Linked DNA regions of Zea mays: all the other regions are linked to region 1. The links are chromatin contacts, called in public Hi-C maps. All regions are on one chromosome and are shown on one strand. The core of a region is the stretch at or near the end of the contact, and the rest is flanking DNA. Distances in the headings are between cores, read along the strand shown.

What was found. Hi-C and Micro-C count contacts between places; a contact is called where the count stands out from the background.
Region 2: a contact with region 1 is called in a Hi-C map of bundle sheath, with 2.2 times the contacts expected there. The contact joins the enhancer-like site here to the promoter of LOC103641087 in region 1. A contact is called at or near these places in 2 of 25 Hi-C or Micro-C datasets (bundle sheath and endosperm).
Region 3: a Hi-C map of tassel shows a contact between it and region 1, with 1.7 times the contacts expected there. The contact joins the enhancer-like site here to the promoter of LOC103641087 in region 1. A contact is called at or near these places in 6 of 25 Hi-C or Micro-C datasets (bundle sheath, ear, endosperm and 2 more).
Region 4: a Hi-C map of leaf shows a contact between it and region 1, with 7 times the contacts expected there. The contact joins the enhancer-like site here to the promoter of LOC103641087 in region 1. A contact is called at or near these places in 4 of 25 Hi-C or Micro-C datasets (ear, leaf and tassel).

What each region holds. Positions count from the first base shown.
Region 1 is chr10:54,419,260-54,421,921 of Zm-B73-REFERENCE-NAM-5.0, reverse strand. LOC103641087 (Protein SUPPRESSOR OF MAX2 1) reads right to left here and starts at 1,347. Exons shown (of 3, transcript XM_008664471.3): 1 at 1-1,347. The coding sequence starts at 1,054.
Region 2 is chr10:53,461,372-53,464,033 of Zm-B73-REFERENCE-NAM-5.0, reverse strand. No RefSeq gene overlaps it. Among protein-coding and RNA genes, the nearest start is that of LOC542482, 75 kb to the right of the region's middle. Within about 2 kb of position 1,328, at least 17 of the 20 cell types and tissues checked have an H3K27ac peak or open chromatin away from gene starts, as enhancers often do. A contact at or near this core is called in bundle sheath and endosperm, where this site is marked.
Region 3 is chr10:53,702,649-53,705,310 of Zm-B73-REFERENCE-NAM-5.0, reverse strand. No RefSeq gene overlaps it. Among protein-coding and RNA genes, the nearest start is that of LOC103641085, 6.3 kb to the right of the region's middle. Within about 2 kb of position 1,355, at least 11 of the 20 cell types and tissues checked have an H3K27ac peak or open chromatin away from gene starts, as enhancers often do. A contact at or near this core is called in ear, endosperm, leaf and 1 more, where this site is marked.
Region 4 is chr10:53,833,898-53,836,559 of Zm-B73-REFERENCE-NAM-5.0, reverse strand. No RefSeq gene overlaps it. Among protein-coding and RNA genes, the nearest start is that of LOC103641085, 140 kb to the right of the region's middle. Within about 2 kb of position 1,354, at least 14 of the 20 cell types and tissues checked have an H3K27ac peak or open chromatin away from gene starts, as enhancers often do. A contact at or near this core is called in ear, leaf and tassel, where this site is marked.

The DNA.
Region 1 (2,662 bases), core at 98-2,597:
GCCGCGCCATCTCCGACACCACCGCCTTGCCCCCCTCTGACGCTGCTGCCGCCGGCCCGTCCACCAGCCACTTGAGATCTCCAAGATCAAGAACCACGGCACCGTGGTCCACGAGGAGCCTCTGGATCACCGGGCCCAGGTCCCCGATCCTCGCCGCCAAGGCGGCTTTGTCACCGGCGAGCTTGGCGAGGTCGCTCTCGAGCGGCAAGACCTTCGCACCGGCGAGGGAAGGAGAGCCAGCCATCGGGATCCTGCGTACCGCCTCCTTCAGCACCGCGTCTGGCCCGGCGTCGCCCACGAGCACCGGGTTGCGGCGCGCCGGCTTGAGCATGACGTCGAGCACCTTGCGCGCGTCGTCCCCGCCACCGCCTGCGGCGGCTGCGAGGCGAGGGTTCATGTAGGCGTTGGCTGAGCCGAGTCGTGAGAGCGGAGAAGGGGACGGGGCCAAGGTCGTAGTCGCGGCGACGGTCGGGGTGGAGACGGCGGAGGGCGGCGGAGAAGGCGACGCGAGCGACTGCTCGATGGTGGTCTTGACGGCTGAAGAGGAGAAGGAGGCCTCGCGCATGACGCGGCTGACTGACGGGTCATCGAGGATGGAGAGGACGAGCTGCTCGAGCTCGACTTTAACGGCGAGCAGCGGCTGCTGCGCGGCCTCGGGGCATCCCCGGCGCTGCTGCGCCTGCGCGCGTTTGAGCGCCGCGACGAGCGCGTTCGATACCGGCGGCCCCGACGCATGCGACGCCGCCGCCGCCGCCGCCGAGGCCGCGGCCGGCAGCCTGTCGAGGGCGACGGAGAAGCAGAGCTCGAGTGCGCGGCACTGCAGCGGGTGCGCACCGCCGGCGCTACCAGCGGCGCCAGGCCCGGCACCGGCGGCGGCCGCGCGAGCGCACGCCTGGCGCAGCAGACCGGCCGGCGCGGCGAGCAGCGCGGCGGCGACGTGGAGCGGCGTGGTCTGGCCATGCCTCCTCCGCGCAGCCTCGTCGATGGCACGCGCCAGCGCCGCCGCCGCCTCCGGCGTGAGCGTCTGCTGGATGGTGCTGAGATCCGCTCTCATCGCCGCCACCCGCCGCTCATCAATCGATCGCAAGAACCGAAAAGACCCCCTTTTGGCTCGGTGACCAAGAAGTTATTGTTGCCCGGCACCGACCTGGAAGTCGGAAGACGTCGGGGCTTAGGAAAAGGAGAGGCTTGGAGGGGAGCGGAGGTGTGGTGGTATCGACTATCGAGAGAGAAATGGCAGGAAGGGAGGAGTCAGGTGAGGGCAGAAAGAGAAGGCGAGAACTGAAGTAGTAGTAGCAGAGGAGCAGAGGGAAGTAGCAAGCGAATAGAATCTTCGTCTCCTACGACATCTCCCAACGTCGTATTTCATCACTTTCTTGTTTACCCACGCGGTCCAGGGGAAGGAGGTGAACAGATTTTTTCCCCTCGTTTCTTTTTCCTTTTTTATTATTATATAAGTAATTATACATATGTTGTATACTGTATAATTTTATGTTCCCTACTGTAAGGCCTCCTATTTATTTCATCAACGAAATTAAAATTTTCAAAATTATTCACAACGATAAACACAAGACGACCTAACAAATGGAAGGAACACAAGGTTATACGTGGGACATAGTTGCCAGTTACCTTGCAAAAAAGAAAAAGTCTAATTAGATTTTTTTTCATAAACTATTCCACTAAAACTTCTAACTTATAATCCAAAGACTTTTATCATATATATATATATATTTTGCAAAACTCACATAACCAATTCAACTCACACTCATAATAATTTACACTTAGACTTAACGCATCATTAAAACCAATGATTTGGATTGCTAGATAACTCCTCTCTTACTCAAATCCAATAAACAATATTATTTAGATCATCTATCATCTCTTCCCCTCTCTTCCCCTCTATCACAGTGATCTTGCCGCCCCTAACCTCCTCCTCCCCCGCGTCCTCGTCGCCCCCTCACTCGCGCCACCACCGCTATCAACCCCTCCCCTCATGTCGTCGCCACCGCCGTTGATCCCCTTCCCCAGAATCATAGTGTTAGCACAGACTATATGCTAGTATAATTTTAATAGAACTCATAGTAGTACATGTTAGAAGACTTATCTCATGGACTATATAAAAGATGATTCAATACAAGAAAACTCATCTAACTGCACTATAATTCTACTATGATTCATATTATTTTAACTAACTAGAAAACTTGCCTTCTGGACTGTATAAAGGAGGGCATAACTTCATAGATCGACAACCAATACACAACATATTACTACATATTACAATCCAACACAAGAAAACCCACATAATAACTAGACGTCAGGTATTACGCTAGCCAACTATATGAACCCATATAAATCATCGCCTTTGCTTTCACCGTTGAATTAGCTTATGTGAAAGCCCTCCAAACCCTATTTCGGATGACCTTACTTGTCGGTCATCACACACTGACAATCATGTAACACCCAAAATCTTATCTTAGAGACTTGTTAATTTTTCTCCATAATCTTGGTTTAAAAAATATCTTTTAATAAGGATCTTGTTACCTTTGTGTTTACCTATCCCAAAATAAATATACTTGGTAATAAAAGATTAAGCAAAAGAGACTTATATAAACTAAATTAACTCTAGTTGAAGTGTATAGGTATATCCTTAAAAGAATCATGT
Region 2 (2,662 bases), core at 79-2,578, 960 kb after region 1:
ATAAATAGTGTTATTACAGTGTAGGACATTTTATTATTTAGCTAACGCAACTAGAACGGAGTAAAACGGTGTTAAATCGCAAAAGTTATGAATTATCTATGTTTTAGAGTTGTTTTTATACCTAAAAATCATTTATTTTATATTTTCTCGAAAATCTGGGTGGTAGCTTTTAATACCCAAGAATTTTGGGTCTTCTGTGCAAATGTTAGGACTTATTTGTAATGTTCTTTATATTGCACCGGATCGTGAGTTCAAATAGAGAAAACAGAGGGTCTCTTTTGTAAATCTGCTCGGCTGAAGGGGTATTGGCAATCATGAGTCGTCAGATCTGTATCAGACCGCCTAGATTAAATCATCCATTATGTGAACCGGTATGCACCCACTGCCACAGGATTCCTGATCTACGGTCAAGAACGCGCCACGCCATGATAAACTCTGAGCCCTCGGATCCGATCCCAACGACCCTGGTTTAATCAGGCCAAAGGGGTATGTTTGAGATAATGTACGTCGTCCATGGATTGATTGACGACCAGGATTTAAACATCGAAGCGGTACCTTTACTTCGAATCTCAGTCGTCCATTATGATCACAACGATCAAGATTTAATGAAAACATGATCTGATCCAGGTCGTTAGTCTCGGATCCAATGGCCACAGGTTCATCTTCTACCCCTCGCCATTGCCCGACGGCAATGGTGTTAACAGAGGCGATCTTACACTGACAGGAGTGAACTAGACACCCAGCACTCTAATCCTACTTCGATAAGATGCTAAGCGAAAAAGAAACAAAGCAGAACAATGGGAGGTCTCACCATTGGCAGAGGCGAGGACAGGGCTGGTCGTCGGCATAGTGAAGCTTCCCACGAGATGTAAGCTCCGGTGATCAATCCATCGAACCCTGACTACCTCCTTTGCACGATTAGCCCACTGCTCACTTCGGCATGCACTGCAGCACCCCCTGGGTGAGTTCCAGGGCCGGGTAGTGGCGCGTCGTCGTACCTCCCGTGGCTTGCCAGAGCCCCAGCGCACAGACGAACTCCCCGCCAACCACCAGGACCCGAACGCAATGGCACTCGATCCTCACTGTTCGTCGGCGTGGTGACTTGGGATCATGTTTGGTGCTCGGTATCTTCATCTCCATGTCTCGAGGCACGGCAGCCACATATATATGCATGAGGTCACGAGGAGATCAACCAAGGAGAGGAGCTCGTGGGGTTTGTTATGGGCACCGCGTGAGTTTGTTACAGGAAGAGGACTCTGGGATGTGGGCCCAGCCGGTCATTGAAGTGAGCTGCGTCGGGTAGTATCTTGTGGGCGAGAGACTGTCCGATGGAGCCCACACATCGGCGCCAAATGGCTGGTGGGCCGACGCACGCGAGGCAACCTGGGCCAAAAGGTAGAATTGACCCGCGAGGTAGTGTCCTTTCTTCTTTTTTTTTCTTTTGTTTAAATTCATGTTTTCTTTTATATATTTTTTTCTAGTTTCAAACTAAATTCATATAAAATTTAAATTATAAACTCAATTATAATGCACAATAAAAAGGATATTAGCATGAGACTCAATTCATATCTATTTTAGATGTTTTATTATTTTCTTTATTTAAGTAGAGGCTTCAAATTAGTGATGCACACACATAAAAATTCTTGTAAATAAATAAAATTACTCTTTGAATGTATAACCTAATTAAAATATAATTCAATTAATCAATCATTTGTTACCTATTTATTTTAAGAAGATAATCCCCAATGTATAATCTTTATTAAATGGTATTTTAACTTAAGTTTCTTGTTCAACAATATCTCCAAGTTTATTATTAAAAAGGGATATCCTAATAAATCATTTAAGAGGGTCTATCTATTTAAAATCTTATAGAAGGATTTTCCAAATACCAAAAATAGGATATTATGGTGTTACAATGGTTGACCCGACGAAGTGCATGTGGCTCAGTTTCGATGGCCGATCTTCAGCGTCGGCTTTATCCTCTTCAAAATCGAATTCTGCACTGTCATCAGAATCAATAGACATGCTAGCCATGATTTCTTCAGTAACTTTCTGATTGATGGCAATGTCCGATCTTCCGTGAGGTATGATAACTTGATTGGGTGGAGATCTCGACATTGATGATCCAAGCCTTCGAGCAAACGGATCCTCGCAATCTCTACACCACTGCTCCGTTGGTTATCACCCATGACACATGAGTGACCTCGCCACGAAGGCTTATCCCTGTAAGTGCAATCAAGAACACAAGCAAGAACAAGAAGTATGCAATCAAAACTGCATTGATCAGAGGTGGGGTCTCACAAATCGATGAACGTCGATACTATTCGATGACAAATATGATCTAAGCAAAACCCTACTTGAATTGGAGTCGTCCTCGACTCAGGCGGTGGCCAAGGGGGTGGCTGAGCAACCCTAGGATGTACAAAGCCTTTAGGCCCAAAAACAGGCATCGCTGATTTCTGACAGATTCTGGATATCATTTTGTTACGATAATGCTGATCAGCTCCGAGAGTATTTTGACGTGGGATCAATTGATATGGAAACCTTATATCCTTAGGTTTCCAATGATGTCTAGAATGTCTAAAACGAGGTCTGTATGTGGCCTGAGCGTCTGTTCTTGTGAGGACCACTCCTGCAGTCCGAACTGGATTCACGAATAAAC
Region 3 (2,662 bases), core at 106-2,605, 720 kb after region 1:
CAATTCACAATAAAAACCTTGGGAATGGGGAATTGGGTATCAACATCCCCTTGACCGCCACAAGATGAGACATCGGGCGTGTGGCCGGCTGACCGCTGGAAGGTCCGACGCAGCCGCATAGGGATGGCTGGCTGGGCACGGTGACAACACATTTTGACGGCGCGCTAGGGCCCAGGAAGGCGGCGACTGTCGCTAAGGCCAGGGGCGACGATGGGCGCTAGGGTCCAGGGAGCGAGCTGTGGGGTGGCGTTGACTGTCTCCTGCTTGTTTGTGGCTCCATGCTCATGGAGGATTGGAGATTGAAGATGAAGCAACGAGTCTAATGCCCATGAAGTCTAGACTCTAGAACGGACGATTAGGGAGGGGTCTGGGTGGGCCTGCCTTAGGGTGTGTCGTGGTCCACCTGGACCCCCTTGGGTCCGCCCCTGACTATGGCCCATTTGTTTCGCCTTTAGCATTGTATTTTTTTCTAAAGTTAAGCTATTGAAGAAATAAACATGGCAACTAAAAATTAGTTGTGTTAAAGTTTAGCACCTTTTAGCACTTTAGATCCACTAAATATGTTAAACTGTGTTAAAAGTGGTCCTAACACCATTTCCCTCTCCTCCACCCATACACACCTTTCTCTCTCCAAGCACGGGCCACTAGCTTTTGCATAGCTAGTATCGTCACTCGTTTATTGCACACCGCATTATTAGAAGTAATATACTAAAGTTTAGTACTTGTATCCAAACAGTTCTCAAATGCTAAAGTTTAGTCCTATAGCCCTGCTTGGTTGGATTTTTTAGCTTCTGGCCACCAAAAGCTGTTGCAGACTGTCAAACGCTTTATCTTTTCAGCCTGCTTCTATAAAAATCGTTTTAATAAAAACTGTCCAAAATCAACATGAACACAAAATCGGTCAAGTCGTCACGATAGTAGAAATTCATCGCTTTCTAGATCCCGTAGCCTTTGTACCACTTCATCTTCCTCCGCATGTAGTCCACACTATACTGAGATTCTTTCCACAGCCAGATTTTCTCCATAGCCAGATTTTTTAGAAAAGTTGGTCAGAAAAAATCTGAACACAAACAGACTCATTGTGGGAACTTAGAGTAGTCACCGTTGAAGCCTAACTATTGCTAAAGTATTTAGGCGAGCCTAATTTACTATTCGTAAATACCTACAATTGCTTTGCTTTTAACTCTGAACGTGGAGAGTATGGAATAGGAGCAAAAAAGTGTAGATGGACATTGTGCTGCTCACCAATGGCTCTCTGAGGCCCTTAGAAATGTGGCCTGTAATAACACTGGTTGGGCACTCTTGGGCGCCGTTGAGTCTTGGGTTTAGATGGTCTGGCCCACTTACACGAAAGCACAGGCCAAATAGAAGGCTAACAAGGCGTGTCCACCTGTCCACCCGAGCCAGCCACCACCACGCCCTGCTGCCCTGCGTCCGACTTTTTTTTTAATTTTGTCTCATTATCGGAAAAAAAATTCACGTTTAAATCTTAAAAAAATTTAATGTCATTTTTGAACCCTCTCCTCGGCGCCATAGCCTATGGCACCGAGGTAACACATCTCGACGCCATAGCCTATGGCGCCAAGGTACATACTGCGCTGGCACAACCCAGACGACGTGGCGCTGACGTGGCACCAAGCTCGGCGTCAAGATCTATGACACTGAGCTTGAAAGTGTAATCACAAAGCTCGTCTAGCTTAGTCGGTAGAGCGCAAGGCTCTTAACCTTGAGGTTGAGGGTTTGAGCTCCATTGTGTGCGTTCAATACTTTTTGTCTTTGTCGCTGATTTGTTTTTTTCTTGTCAATTTTTTTTCGTTTATGCCGCTCCTTATATCTGCTCCTTTGATTACATTAATTTTTTTTTATTTTCTTGTAAAATCAGCTGAACACAATAGGAACCATCGCGAAATCCATGCGCGAATGAAAGCTGCAAGAAACAGCTCCCTTTATATATAGCTAGGGTTTGATCCGGTCAAATATTCATGTAGGAAAAACAAACTCCTCTCACACGAAACCAAAGTTGTCTACAGTGTCAATTAGGCGATTCCGTCATCTCGCTAATTACAAGTGATTTTAAACATTAAATAATATACTAAAAACTAAAGTACATCATATAAAATGTTAAAAATATTTATATCATAAACAAATGACTATGATAATCTTACATTAATGTACAATGATAAAATTTAATTAATATTAAAAAGTCTAATTTCGAATATATTAGATTATTGGAGTTTTAGAGTCCAAAATCAGTCAAAAAACAAAAAAAAATCTAGATGAGAAATAAATCTGGACGGACAAATCACCGACATAAATGAAAAATATGGACAACAAAAAAATGAAGTTACTGCTACTGGCACAAAATATTCTGATATAGCAGATACATCGCTGTATAGCATTGATAGCAAGAAGAAGCTCTTACTAAAAACAAAAATAAAAAGCTATGGCTCACGAAGTGATGCACACCTGCAATCTCACAATGCCATTGAAAAAGGATCTCATTTCCCGACGGCCAGAAACATCAACACTGCAAATGATTAAAGGACCAATTCACACCAATATACAATTGTGTGAGCATACGTGTCAAAAACATTCCAGCGTCAGCTAGGCATTTGACTCTGGTATTCGAGGGAAACAATCTATGGAATTCATCACAGTGAAG
Region 4 (2,662 bases), core at 105-2,604, 590 kb after region 1:
TTCTAAAATAAACAAATTTAACTTATGTGAACAACATCCTTCTAAAATAAGGTTGCCAAGAAGAAGAATCGGTCGCCATGAAAATGAATACTGTCATCTTGCCAACCACAATCTGATTATGAAAATGGATACTCTCATCTAGCCAAGTAATCGGTCAGCTTTGTGTGACTGAAAATCGGTGCCGAGGCATCTGAGAACCGGAGAATAGGGGTGAAAATATGACAGATACAGCTGGATACAAGATCATCTTGTATCCTACTCTAATAATATAGTTATCTCGGATATAGAATCGGATACGGGTAACTAAAATTTGGGACGGATAGAGGACAAAATCGGGTAATAATTCGGACAGATAAGAAACAAATATCGGATATTCCTCGGGTAGATAACGGATATTTTTCGGATAGTTCGTCCTAATAATATTAATTGTCTAACCGTTCAACAAACCAATAAAATAATAAATATATAATCATATATATATATATATATATATATATATATATATATATATATATATATATATATATATATATATATATATATATATCAAACATAAAAAATTATATCGATAAAGTTGACATCATACCACTCAAAGTTACATTATAAAACAATACATTTAAAAAAAATCAGCGACGTATACCCTCTTTAAAGCATAAGCCACAATAAATAGTAGATAGTTGATATTAATTAACAGGTTAAAGTGTTCTTTGCTCCTAGTATTGATAGAGACATGATTCTTTTTTTTATCTCCATCTAAATGAGCTGACATTTTAAACCTTTGACTAGCGTACGTCCACAAGTATTCCAAAGCAGTCCCTTCCACATAAATTATAGCGAGCGTACAAATTAACAGCCACATAATTTATAACTAATTCGTAACAGCACGGGAATTTTTATATTCCATTCACCTTTAATGGAAACATTTATTAATCACAAAGTCATGCACGCATTGGCGCATCGCCCACACCCGAGTTCTTGTTCTCACCGTATGTTTGAAGATAGAGGTCAGCTTACGAAGTCACCCAGGTACCCGACCATACGGTACCCATATTCAACCCGAGGTTTGCAAGTATTTACCGGATAATAATGATTCTTTATCCTATTCATATCTAGATGTATATTATTCGGGTAGTAATCTGTCTCGATAACAAAAATATCTATGTCTGTGTCAAAAAATTCAGGTTATTTTGTTACCCATATTTAATATACCTGTCCCGTTTCAATCCCTACAGGACGCGGTGCCGATATTTTTTTCTTCTGAAACAGGCAGGCGGGCAGCCAGGAAACGAGGGAGGATGGTGGGCCATTGGCGGGCCTAACACAATTTATGCACCGGAGGCCGGGGCCGCGGGAGTCGTATGCATCTGAGAAAGTGGATGATGGGCTTGAAATGAAATGGAATAAAGACAATTGGACGGATGCATTGATGTAGGTGCATATTTTTGCGGTTGGAAACAGACGAGGAGCAGATTTGGAAAACCGCGGCAGAGAATCAAAGCAGTTTCAGTTCCAGTCTCGTGTTTCCTCATCTTGTTCGTCGTCAAGCCTACTGCTGTGCTGCCTCATCCACTACTGTTATGTTTGATTTGTTGAGTCACTCTATAATTTATAAGGTGATGCATCATAAGTTCATTACATTAATGTTAGTGGAATCAACCCACTCCTCATGTATATATTAATTATTAGCTCACGAGGAATGAAATGGTGATGGATCAACTCATTATATTACACAAACCAAATAAAAAAGTGAGGAATAAGAAGAAGATGGATCACTTCATTTGTCAAACCAAACACACTATAAACTCCAACGTGTACTCCATCCGTTTCTCTCGGCAATAAGAATTATGAACGGGTACAATAATTCACAAGTAGTAGCTTTTCCCCTTCCTGGTTATACATGTACATTTGGAACAAAAGCACGAAATTAGAGGCACGATCCAAGCTTCACAGTCCAAATTAATTATGACTACGAGATAGCACGACACAATGTGTGGACTTTGCCTGAGATCTTAACTTTAGCATACCGGTTGGTCTGTCATAATCTATTTAACTATGATCCATCGAAGACTAGTGAATATTAAACATTTTTTAGTTGATTGCACACCTTTTTTTCTTCCGATTAAAGGTTTCTAACCAAGCAGCCACAAAACAACTCGATTTTATTTTAATCATGTTCTGTAATTATGTTTATGTTTTATTTGATGTGATTTGTTTTATTAAATGAATGAATGGCTCTGTATTACTGTTCTGTTTATATGGGTTGGTCTGACACACTTAAGTATTTGTGGGCTGTGTCGTCGACCGACGGCTCAGCTCACGGGCTGGTACAACACACCTCATAATTAGGGTTTTGCTTTATTGGGTCGTGCCATATTGAGCTAGCCCAGATATACATGTCAATTTTTATTTTAAAATAAAATGAAAAGGAAATGTACAAATGATACATATGTGTGTGTATGTGTGGGTGGCGCAGTGCTGTTTGTCACTATATGTGAAGCTTCGTCCGGTCGGTAATTGCTAAAGAGTGCATGTGTGTGTGTGTCGAGTAATATTTGGCAATAAATTTATAGGATGGATTGTGAGACCCAAAATTGAAGATAAGTGCACAAGAGACTCAAAGATTTATACATGTTCGAACATTTAATGCGAGATAATACCCTAT